Regions from separate parts of the Mus musculus genome. Here region 2 is linked to region 1. Evidence: chromatin contacts called from public Hi-C data. All regions are on one chromosome and are shown on one strand. The core of a region is the stretch at or near the end of the contact, and the rest is flanking DNA. Distances in the headings are between cores, read along the strand shown. Region 1 holds the start of Ripply3 (ripply transcriptional repressor 3). Region 2 overlaps Ttc3 (tetratricopeptide repeat domain 3).

Evidence for each region. Hi-C and Micro-C count contacts between places; a contact is called where the count stands out from the background.
Region 2: a contact with region 1 is called in a Hi-C map of regulatory T cells, with 3 times the contacts expected there. The contact joins the enhancer-like site here to the promoter of Ripply3 in region 1. A contact is called at or near these places in 6 of 39 promoter capture datasets (the 3T3-L1 cell line, 3T3-L1-derived adipocytes, the C10 cell line and 3 more), 1 of 15 datasets of contacts at CTCF or cohesin (CD8 T cells), 6 of 484 Hi-C or Micro-C datasets (the N1E-115 cell line, cerebral cortex, epidermal suprabasal cells and 3 more), 6 of 115 datasets of contacts at active chromatin or transcription factors (CD8 T cells, the HPC-7 cell line, the SCID.adh cell line and 3 more) and 3 of 9 other capture datasets (adipose tissue, embryonic stem cells and pancreatic islet).

The regions. Positions count from the first base shown.
Region 1 is chr16:94,325,981-94,331,056 of GRCm38.p6, reverse strand. Ripply3 (ripply transcriptional repressor 3) reads right to left here and starts at 2,635. Exons shown (of 4, transcript NM_133229.2): 1 at 2,460-2,635; 2 at 1,636-1,711. The coding sequence starts at 2,560.
Region 2 is chr16:94,399,613-94,404,688 of GRCm38.p6, reverse strand. It overlaps Ttc3 (tetratricopeptide repeat domain 3), which reads right to left. Exons shown (of 46, transcript NM_009441.2): 11 at 1,321-1,375. Among named protein-coding and RNA genes, the nearest start is that of Gm23692, 27 kb to the left of the region's middle. Within about 2 kb of position 2,313, at least 34 of the 459 cell types and tissues checked have an H3K27ac peak or open chromatin away from gene starts, as enhancers often do. A contact at or near this core is called in CD8 T cells, the SCID.adh cell line and regulatory T cells, where this site is marked.

The DNA of each region.
Region 1 (5,076 bases), core at 1,386-3,885:
TCGAGTGGGTATAGTTATTCCTCTGCTCAAGGAACAAGGCCTTGGGGCTTTTCTCAGATTTGTATCTTATTCCAATTTCAATCTGCTTGCTGGAAGTCCTGGTATGGGTCACCAAGCCCCAGTCCCTCACAGACTCCTCTACAAAGTGTCATGAAGACTAGGGATGAGGAATTCTCCGGCTTTGCCAATGTCATCAGCTAGAAGCTGTGTGGCCTAAGCTCCCAGCCCGCTAGGAGGAGCCGGATTTACTAAGGCCTGCAGAGAACCTGTGTGGGACATCTATGAAGAGCTTTCTGCATAGAGCTGGGAGTTTAGCTCCCTGGTAAATCCAGAGCCTAGTGACAAGGAAAGACCCAGGGGTGGATCCCAAGATCTCGCCCTGACAGGCGTGTGGGAAGGCAGCCAGTTCTACAGTCCCTACAGAACCCCAGGCTCCCCCATCTGCCCAAATCCAGGCCTTAACTGCCTTCTGTGAAGTGCAGTCAACTGGAAAGGGGCTGTGCTTTAAGATAATCACAAGGGGCTTTCTCCTCACAGTGGAACCAGAAGCTGCCTGCCTCAGGCCCTGTGTGTGCCGTAGTACTCTAGTCTCCCACACAACTGAGTGACCTCCATACTCACGGTTCACTTAAAGGAAAATTTAGTAGTTAGTGAGTTCTTTTAAATCTTACCTTTAAGGACTCTAAGGACTTTAAGTCTGAGTGGAATGAGATAGAAAGAGTTCTCTTCAGTCACTTAGAAATTTGGAGCAGGGATTATCAGGACTGAAACAAAACCATGTAGCAGACTCTAGCTGCCCTCCTGTTTGCTCCGTTCTTTAAGCTTCTATAAATGCTAACTGAATTAAAGCACTCAGTATTCAAAGAAAATAACTTAAATGTAAAAGAATAATAGAGGAGTAATTTCCCACAGTTAACTTTTCATATCACATCTATCTGTACATTAAGCTGTATCCCACAGGTGTTGTGTAAGTGAGATGCATGGCCCTTCCTAAGCTACCTCCACTGTTTTAAAGGTCCATTTATATTTGAGAATATAGCAAATGTAAGCAAAACATTCGCTTAATAAGTCAAAAGCAATTAACCGGCAAGGCAAAGATAAAGGGATAGCTGTGGCAATTAATCTTTGCTGACAAAGCCCGGTGCTTGAGTGTATTTGCACAGAGAACAGAAGATCCTGCAAGAGTTCTTGCAGACAGGGCCAGACAAGGGTGGGAGCTTTTAACTGCACTGTCTGGGCACCTGAGGTGGATGGAGGTCTGCCTGCTTTGCAGTGTGGTACATAATCAGCTTTTCTCTAAGGGGGCTGGGCTTTGCCCCTCCCTCCCCCATGCTCTGGTTTATAGAAGAACCCTCCTCTCCCACCGCTGCATGTAATTACCATGCAAAGCCCATGTCCTCAGCTGTTTGCTTTTCAAGGACGGAGGAGCAATCGCGAGCCCAGTGGGCCCATTAGCACCTCCGTTCACTCTGGGCTCTACCCACCAGACCTTCAGGAACTTACTTGTGGGTTAGGCCAAGCTAAGCACGAGAGAGGAGTCCTTCCCCCGGGTTTTGGTTTTGTTTTCAAAGTTATTATAGACGTGGTGCCGCTTTCTGGATTGACTATTGCCTACAACAGTCACATTTAGCTTACCGGACGTTCAGTTCTGGTCAGTTCAGCATCTCCGGGGGGAGGCGACATCCACGGTCTCCACGGGGCTGGAATGGAACTGGAAACAAGCACCAGGAGAGACTGAACTCCTGGCGTTTCTGCCGCCCCGCCCCCCCAAAGGTTACTATGAGGTTGATACCATAGTGTCTGTTTGACAAAGAGTCCCTGCACACACCATGATCCCTTAAGGTCTGTCTGCCGATGGGCCAGTCAGTACTTTACCTGTTCCTGCCTCCTGAAGAATTCTCCGGGCTCTGCTTCCTAGTACACTCTGAGATGGGAAGCCCCAAATCTAACCTATTATTAGGGCGCGTGTGAGTGGAGATTATTTTTTCTCCTAGCAAATCTCTCATTGATACCTCAAATTTTTCTAATACAGATGGTTGGTTTCAAGTACACCACCTCTGCTGCTGGAGACTCCTTAGACTACTATGCCAAAGGCGTTTCTGCATCGCCAAACTGCTCCGCTTCCTACCTACCCAGCTAATCTGATTTCCTTAAACTTCACAGCTTTAAAGATAGCGATGTCCCTGGATGGGCAAACACCGATCCCCAGCGTAGGGCAGGAGACTGTCACTTTGTGATAGACCGCAGGATCCTTTTATAAATTTCTTATGGGGCCCCCAGCCTTCAGTATTTTCCAGCTGGATCAATTTCAGATCCTCAATACACGCAAGTGTTGCCCATTTCCTTGCCAGATATCCGCGGGGTCCCTGCACTTCAGACAGGAGTTTGCAGTAGTCGATCTCAGGTTAAGGAGCTCAGTGTCTGGGTGCACCTCCACCGGGGCCACAGGACACCCTCACCTTTCGGGCCCGCGTGGCAGCGGTAGCCTCCCGGGATCATCCCCCGGACAGTGGCAGAGGCGTCCCCGCGCCTCCCGGACTCCGGCCGCCTCCGGTCTCATGGTGCGGGTGTCGCGCGAATCTCTCAGCCCGACGGCGCCTGGTCCCCCTGGCTGAACGCGCTCACCTACCCGCTCACTCGGCGCCAGGTTTAAAAACTGGGGCGGGGCGGGGAGGGGACTCGGGGAAACTGCGCCCCGTGGGGAGGGGGAGGGCAAGGGACCTCGGGAAGGGACGGAGGAAGCAGAGGGTGGAGACCAGAAAGGCTCAAGGAAGAGAGCAGGGTCGGGACGGCGGGGAGGGGTGTGTGTCCAGAGTGGAGAAAGGACAAAAGAAAACCAGGAGGGTCACTGGCGGAGCGGGAAGCGCAGGGCGGGACAGACGGCCTACAGGGCCTCCGAGATGACGGGTGGCGGCTGCGCGTCCCGGGGAACAATTTTCCCCACTGCTGAGCAACTCCTGGGGCCGCTGCCCTCGGGGCTCTGATCCCTAAAAGCATGAAGCCCCACCCCGCACCCCAGTTCTCCCAGAGTTTCCCTTTCAGCACTGTGAGAGGTGGTGAGTGTGGGGCACAGAGTCCTCGCTACACCGAGGGTCAGGACAGCTCCACGAGTGGGTGACAGCTGGGTTTACGAAGCCAGGCGAGGGTTTAGGCGCAACCTCCGCACCGACGAAAGCCTTAAGATGGGGGAGGGGTGCTTCCTGTTAGGGGTCACCAGTCAGGACCCCGGGTACCCCTTTGCCCAATAACCTGTTCTCCAGTGCCAGGTGACTGCATGTGAACACTGTAGCTTGGTCTGTGTCATTTAAATTAAGTGACTCGGGTTTTAAAAACCGAGAGGGGTGGGGAATAAAATGTTTTCGAATGGTTTATTTAAGATCTGGGGAATATTTAACACCAATTAAGGGCAAATAGGAAAGAGGGAGTATTTACAAATTTTATTTACAGTATTAAAAGCCCTGAATATAAAGCAGGAAGCTGGGAGTGAGCAAACAATGTGAACTCACGAACACAGTTAAGGTGTCAGTGGTTTCTTGTTGTTTTAATAAAAAAACACCTAGATGTGGGTGCCTTTTAAAGAACTTTGATAACGTGTATCTGTGAGCCCAAAGAATGAAAAGGTATCTAGTGACAGCCAAGTGTTCCCAATAGTATGTAAAGGATGGGGGTATGTTATATAGCTGATAAAAACACACTCATGTTGAGCCATCACTCAGGAGGCAGAGGCAAGGGGATCTCTGTGAGTTCAAGGCCAGCCTGGTCTACAGAGTGAGTTCCAGGACAGTCTAAGGATGCACAGAGAAACCCTGTCTCAGAAACTTAAATAAATAAATAAATAAATTTGTGCAGGTCTCTTTTCTCTCCTAGTCCTGTGTCTGAAATCCAGGAACTCTACGGAGTCCTGAACACTATGGAAAATTAGATAAAAGGTTATTTTTAGATCATTTTATCTTATGTGTGTTTTACCTGCATGCAGGTCTGCCCACCATGTTACCTTTCCATCCTCTGGAACTGGAGTTACAGACGGTTGTGAGCCACCATATGGCCGTTGAGAACCAAATCTGAGTCCTCTGCAAGAGCAACAAGTGCCCTTAACCATTGAGCTGTGTCTCCAGCCCCTAGATACAAGGTTTAGAAAGAGGAGCTGCTTAGGGTAACTTTGTTTTTACATTTGTTTGTTTGTTTGTTTGCTTATGTGTATGGGCAAGACATGTGGGGGCCAGAAGACATCTTGTGGGGGGCTGCTCTTTCTGTCTCCCAGGTGGATTCTGGGATGAAGCTCAGCATTTCTTGGCTTCTTTATCTGATGAGTTATCTTACTGACCCAGCTTTAAGGATTTTTAAAATGTTTTCTAAATTTTCAACAATGAACGTATTGCTTTTTTTACTGTTGCAAAATAGAATTCAAACTTACCATTTTAATCGTTTTCAAATCTACACTTAAGTGAGTGAGATAAAGCACTCACATCCCCTTCCCATACCCACTTCATCCCAGATGCTTTTTTGTTTGTTTGTTTGTTTGTATTTTTTTGGTTTTTCGAGACAGGGTTTCTCTGTGTAGCCCCAGCTGTCCTGGAACTCACTTTGTAGACCAGGCTGGCCTCGAACTCAGAAATCTGCCTGCCTCTGCCTCCCGAGTGCTGGGATTAAAGGCATGCACCACCACCGCCTGGCTCCCCAGAAGGTTTTGATCCCACACTGAAGCTGCCCCTGCTTTGGACCTAGATTCCCCTCCCCCACCCTGGGTAACCACTACTCTAATTTCTGTATCTATAAAAGTAACTGTTGTGTTCCTTTGTGAAGTATATAATGTTATCATCCTCATTCCAAGCCTACAAATTAGGCATTATCTTCAGTCTGCAGATTAAGAAACCATATCTTGTTCCTGGGTAGGAGAGATGGCTCAGTGGTTCAGAGCCTGTAACTGATCCTGCAGAGGACTGGGGTTCAAGTACTCATATTAGGTGTTTCTCGACAAGCTGTAACTTAAGGGAATCTAACGCTCTCTCATGTGGGCACCAGCATTCATGGGCACATACCTGCATGTTGTGCCAGGAAGCATTTGTGAGCCCCAAA
Region 2 (5,076 bases), core at 1,064-3,563, 74 kb before region 1:
CAAAAGGAAAAATAAAGAAAATGACTGCCTTTGTACATTACCCCAGGTGTAGCTGTGCAGAAGGGTTTCTAGGGTGGGTGTATATACAATCAAGTAACTGTTAGGGTACCTACACGAAAGATTAAGTGATCCTCTAAATCATCTGCATACAGAATCCAGTGCTATGGGGTGTGTACATCATACATCTTCCCACACTCCCACCAGAGATCCCTGTTACTACCCAAAGACCACAGCACTCAGGACCCTCAGTCTCTTCAATTTTTGCCAACCTAAACAACACCTCCCTTCAATCTTCAACATGATCACCTCCCCTTATCTGCTGGGGCTGTCTTCCACTCTGTTCCATTCAGTGTTTTTTTTTTCTTCCTTCTGTTTTTATCCCCTAAAACTTTACTACGAATTGAGAGTTCCTCATTTTCAAAAAGATTTGTTTACATTTAAATTTTTTTTATGTATGTATGTATGTATGTATGTATGTATGTATGTGTGTGAGAGAGAGAGAGAGAGAGAGAGAGAGAGAGTTTAAGGAGGGGTCATATTTGTTTGTGTGGGTGGCTGGGAGGCCAGAAGAGAGTACTGGATCCTCTAGAGCTGGAGTTAGAAGCAGTTGTGAGTCACCTGACATAGGAACAGAGAACTCACCTCTATTTTTTCTCATTTCTATTGGCCATTCAAGATTAGTTTTTTGTGAAAACTTACATTTTATTAGCCCACTCTCTTATCGGGTTTCTTACTCACTTTTAGGGTACTCTGCATTTTCAGTATATAAATCGCATCAGATCTATATAACAAATGATCTCACCCTAGCCTCTGAGTAAATTCATGTCTTGACATACACGAGTTTTCAGCTTGACCCAGTGCGCTGTGACAAAGTGAGCTTTCTCTGCTGTTGATTTTGTGCCCTGTGTTATTTAGAAAGCCTTGAGGCTGGGGGTGAAAGGTCATGCTTATATACTATGATGGCTGTGCCTTGAAGTACAATTATCACTTGGGAAGAGCTTTGAATACTTTCTAACAGTGAGGGGAGTAAGGCTCTCCTGTGTTCTCCTATTTTTCTTGTCTTCTTCTCTTCCTCCCCCACCCCCTCCTCAGCCACTTACTGGTTAGCCTATTAACCGAGGTGTCTAACTAGCTCTGATGCTCTTTACCTCTCACAGCAAGTCTTGGAACTGACTATAAACTCTTGAACCCATTTCCTGTCCTTGAGTTCTCTGAAATGTCACCCAGCATTTTTACATACAAATAAATGATCCCACACACTGATTCTCACACAACAGTAATGTTCAAGGGCTTGCTCATTGTAGAATAAAAGAAGCTTACCTTTGGCCAGGTGTTCTTCAAAACAATGGCCCTCTTTCCATCGCTAAGTGCATTTCTAAAAAGAAAAGCAAGAAATAAAATATTTAAGAATTTCATGATTTTACTTTAAAAGTACTATATATCATATATCTACTCGTATGCTGTGAATTTTACATGAATATAGATAGCCTAGTAAAAAAATTAAGCCATATGGCAAAAGTCCACTATAGCAAAGTTAGAAAATACAGAGAAGTAAAACGAAGGGGAGTAGTTACCCGAACCCCATTACAACGACTCAGGAATTACATTTAGTGATTTTAGAAAGTTCTTTATATAGCTTTCCAGTATCTACATTCGACTTATTATCCATATGCTTTTATACACTATGCTTGTCTTTTTTTTAAAAAGATTTATTTATTTATTATATGTAAGTACACTGTAGCTGTCTTCAGACGTACCAGATGAGGGCGTCAGATCTCATTATGGATGGTTGTGAGCCACCATGTGGTTGCTGGGATTTGAACTCAGGACCTTTGGAAGAGCAGTCGGGTGCTCTTACCTGCTAAGCCATCTCACCAGCCCCTATGTTTGTCTTTTAACAAAACTGATTCTCAACAATGTAACTCTCCAGCCTTTCACACAACAGACTGGTTCAGCTATACTGAACAGAGCACAAACTCCAGAACAGAGATTTTCCATCTTATCTTCACTGCCATTTCATCACTGTAATTTTACTGTTATGAATTGTAATGTAAATATATGTTTTCTGACAGTCCGTAAAAACACCAATCAACCACCCCAAGGGGTCACGACCCACGGATTGGGAACCACTGCTCCAGAATGAGTCTCCAGTAGTCTAACTAGACTGCAGCTCCTCCTGGTGCCTGAAGGATGTCCCTGGCTCTGGGCCCACTTTCTCATCTGTAGCAAGCTGCTCAGTGGAGGTACATACTACACTAGAAAGTGTTACACTGTCAGGCACTAGAGGGTCCACACCTCAGTTTGTGGCCTGGCATGTATCTGTAGTAACATCTCTAACAACCTGTTTCACAAGTCCTCACCACACGCACACAGAAACCTAACACCACCCAGAAATGTTCAAATGCCTGAAGCTCTAGCTCAGACATCCTACTCTTTCCTGTGAGCTCACACACTCCCTCTCACTGGCTTCAATATTTTATCTTCTCAACGATCTTTGTCTGTTTTTTGTTCTTCTAGTTTAAATGTCTTGTGTAAACTTACTGGTCCATCATCTCAAAGTTGCATACATCAATGTATTTGTACTTTAAAAAAATTTTTTTAAAGAAAATGAGGTAACTTATGCCATCAGACATTACCACCTACTAAAGGTATATACCAAACTATTAGAGAAGAAAAACCAAAATAACAAAATCTCCTAAAGACAATTAGGATGGAAGAACAGGCAGGAGAGTCTACACCAACCAATCTATAACAAGAGAGATAACCTAGTGCATGGGGCAAACAGAATAAAATAAGTGGTGCTGATCCACTTACACACTCACACAAGTGCCAGACACTGCCTCAGGCTCACCAGCAAAGCCAAGCCCGGGAGCCTATAAATCTAAGCAGCAAAGCTAATCTTAGGGAGGGAGGGAGGGAGGGAGGGAGGGGCAGGCAGGCAGGCAGGCAGGCAGGCAGGCTAACCTTTAAAAGCAACACAGAACACTCTGGTAGCCTTAAAGCAGATAAAGATTATGAACACAAAACAAGTGCTCACCGTAAGAAGAACTTATAAACTGCATTAAAGTTAATTGTGTGCGTGTGATTCTATGTTGTAGAAAGGAGGTCAAGTGTAGAGGTCAGAGGACAACTTAGAGGGCTGTTTTCTCCTACCACCCAGATCTTTCAGCTTAGTGTCAAGAGCCTCTACTCATTGGACCATTTCATTATCCCTAAAATGAACAGCTTTTGATGACATGAAAACAAAGAACAAGTACTGAAGGGGAAAGCCACTCAAGAGTATGAAGATACTCGTAAAACTTATGTCTCCATAACTCACATCCAAAGTACAAAGGTGTCAGACATTCCGCTCAGGGGCAAAGGAATAGAGGACATCCAAATAAACAATAAGGATATGAGAAAATAGTCAAGTATCCTTAACCAACTTACAAAAATGCTAGACTAACACTAGGCTTATTCCATTCCATACCCAACGGGTCTAAAATGAAACTAAGTGTCAGTAAGGACATGACTGAAACCCTCACACTCTGCAGTAGACTGAAATGATATGTCACAGGAAACTTATGGACTGAAGCAAAACACAAGTATGCCCTCTGTCCTTGATTGTACACTCAACGAGAATTTGATACCACTAAGAGTCAAATACTAGAAACTCAGCAAAATGTTCCTCCATGATACAATGAATAAAACACGGTATACTCATGCAGTAGGTGAATGCAAGTTCATGCAACAACATAAGCCCTGGGAGCAGTTTTGAGAGCCACACACATTTGCATGGAATAAAAAAAAAATAAAACAATCCAATGGAACTCCAGGCAGACTGGTCTGGGGAGACAGGTGGGCAGTGACTGGAAGAGCAAGCGGGGGGGGGGGGGGGGGGGGGGCGGGCGGGGAGAGGTTGTTTGGCTGCTGCTGTAATTTGGATGTTGTTTTTCAAGTTGTCCACTTTGGAGAATCCAGTCTATTCCCTTGTTATACACATATTTCCCAGGATGTGTATATACTACTTTTGAAAAGATCACAAGAAAACACCTGGCTTTTTCTTCTGTTGGAGAATGTAACCATTGGCCTGACAGCAGAGTCATAGGAGTAACCCTGCCACCATGGAGGTGAGGTGGCAGCTTTCTGATCAAGTCATTTAGGTTGAAAACTGAGGCCTTAGATGCAGTGCAGAGCCACTGTACACCTCCTTCTGGAGCCTGAGGATCCTGTTTCTTCACCATTTAAACCAGTTCTATCTGTTAGCTAGACCTAAGACAGCCTTGTGCATTAAATCTCTTGCCTAGGCACTTTTAGAAGTTGTCTTCAAGTTCCTTACAGTTCTCAGCTCACAGCAGCCATCTTCTGCTCTGAGCCTTCCACTGACAGCTCCTCTGGTTACTGAATGGTCTATATTTCTAAATCCAAACTGTCTCACACATCTTGGCAGCTAGACACTCGTGTCCTCTCACTTCTTTCTATAAAATATTTTCTTTCTGGACACCTGTAAATAGTTTTCAGGCCAGGTGTCACCTTTCCCTGATTGATATTCAAGGTTCAACTTGGCTCCTTTCTCTTACCTTGTGCTCTCTCACTAAAAGACAGCAAGGCTGTTTCAATCTTGCCTGAACAGTAATATTAATTCCCAGGGAAGCTTCAAAAAGTCCATTCTGCAAGCTCTACCCTCTATCAGTTAAGCCAGAATGTCTGGGATTCAAAGTTCAAATGATTCTTCAGTTGAGGGTGAAACTTACTTTCCTAAGCAATATTAAATGCATCTCCAACTTCAATCTTCTTGGACATCTATCCCAAACATGTCATTTACTTTTTTACATAGAGAAACTCAGATTCTACCTCCTATAAATTTATTCCTCTTCCAATGACTCCCACTGCTAATAAGCAGGCCCAAAAATCTAAGACTCTAGTAAGAACACATACCAGTCTCCATAGTCATATCTCAGCACTAAACCATGAGCCATTCTGTCAACGTCACCTCTAAATATCCTGACTCCTCCCACTGTCCTATGCCTACTCTAGCTACCTTCCTCCAGCCTGGTATCCTCACAGCCTCAGCCTTTGTGCAGGTCATCCAAAGCA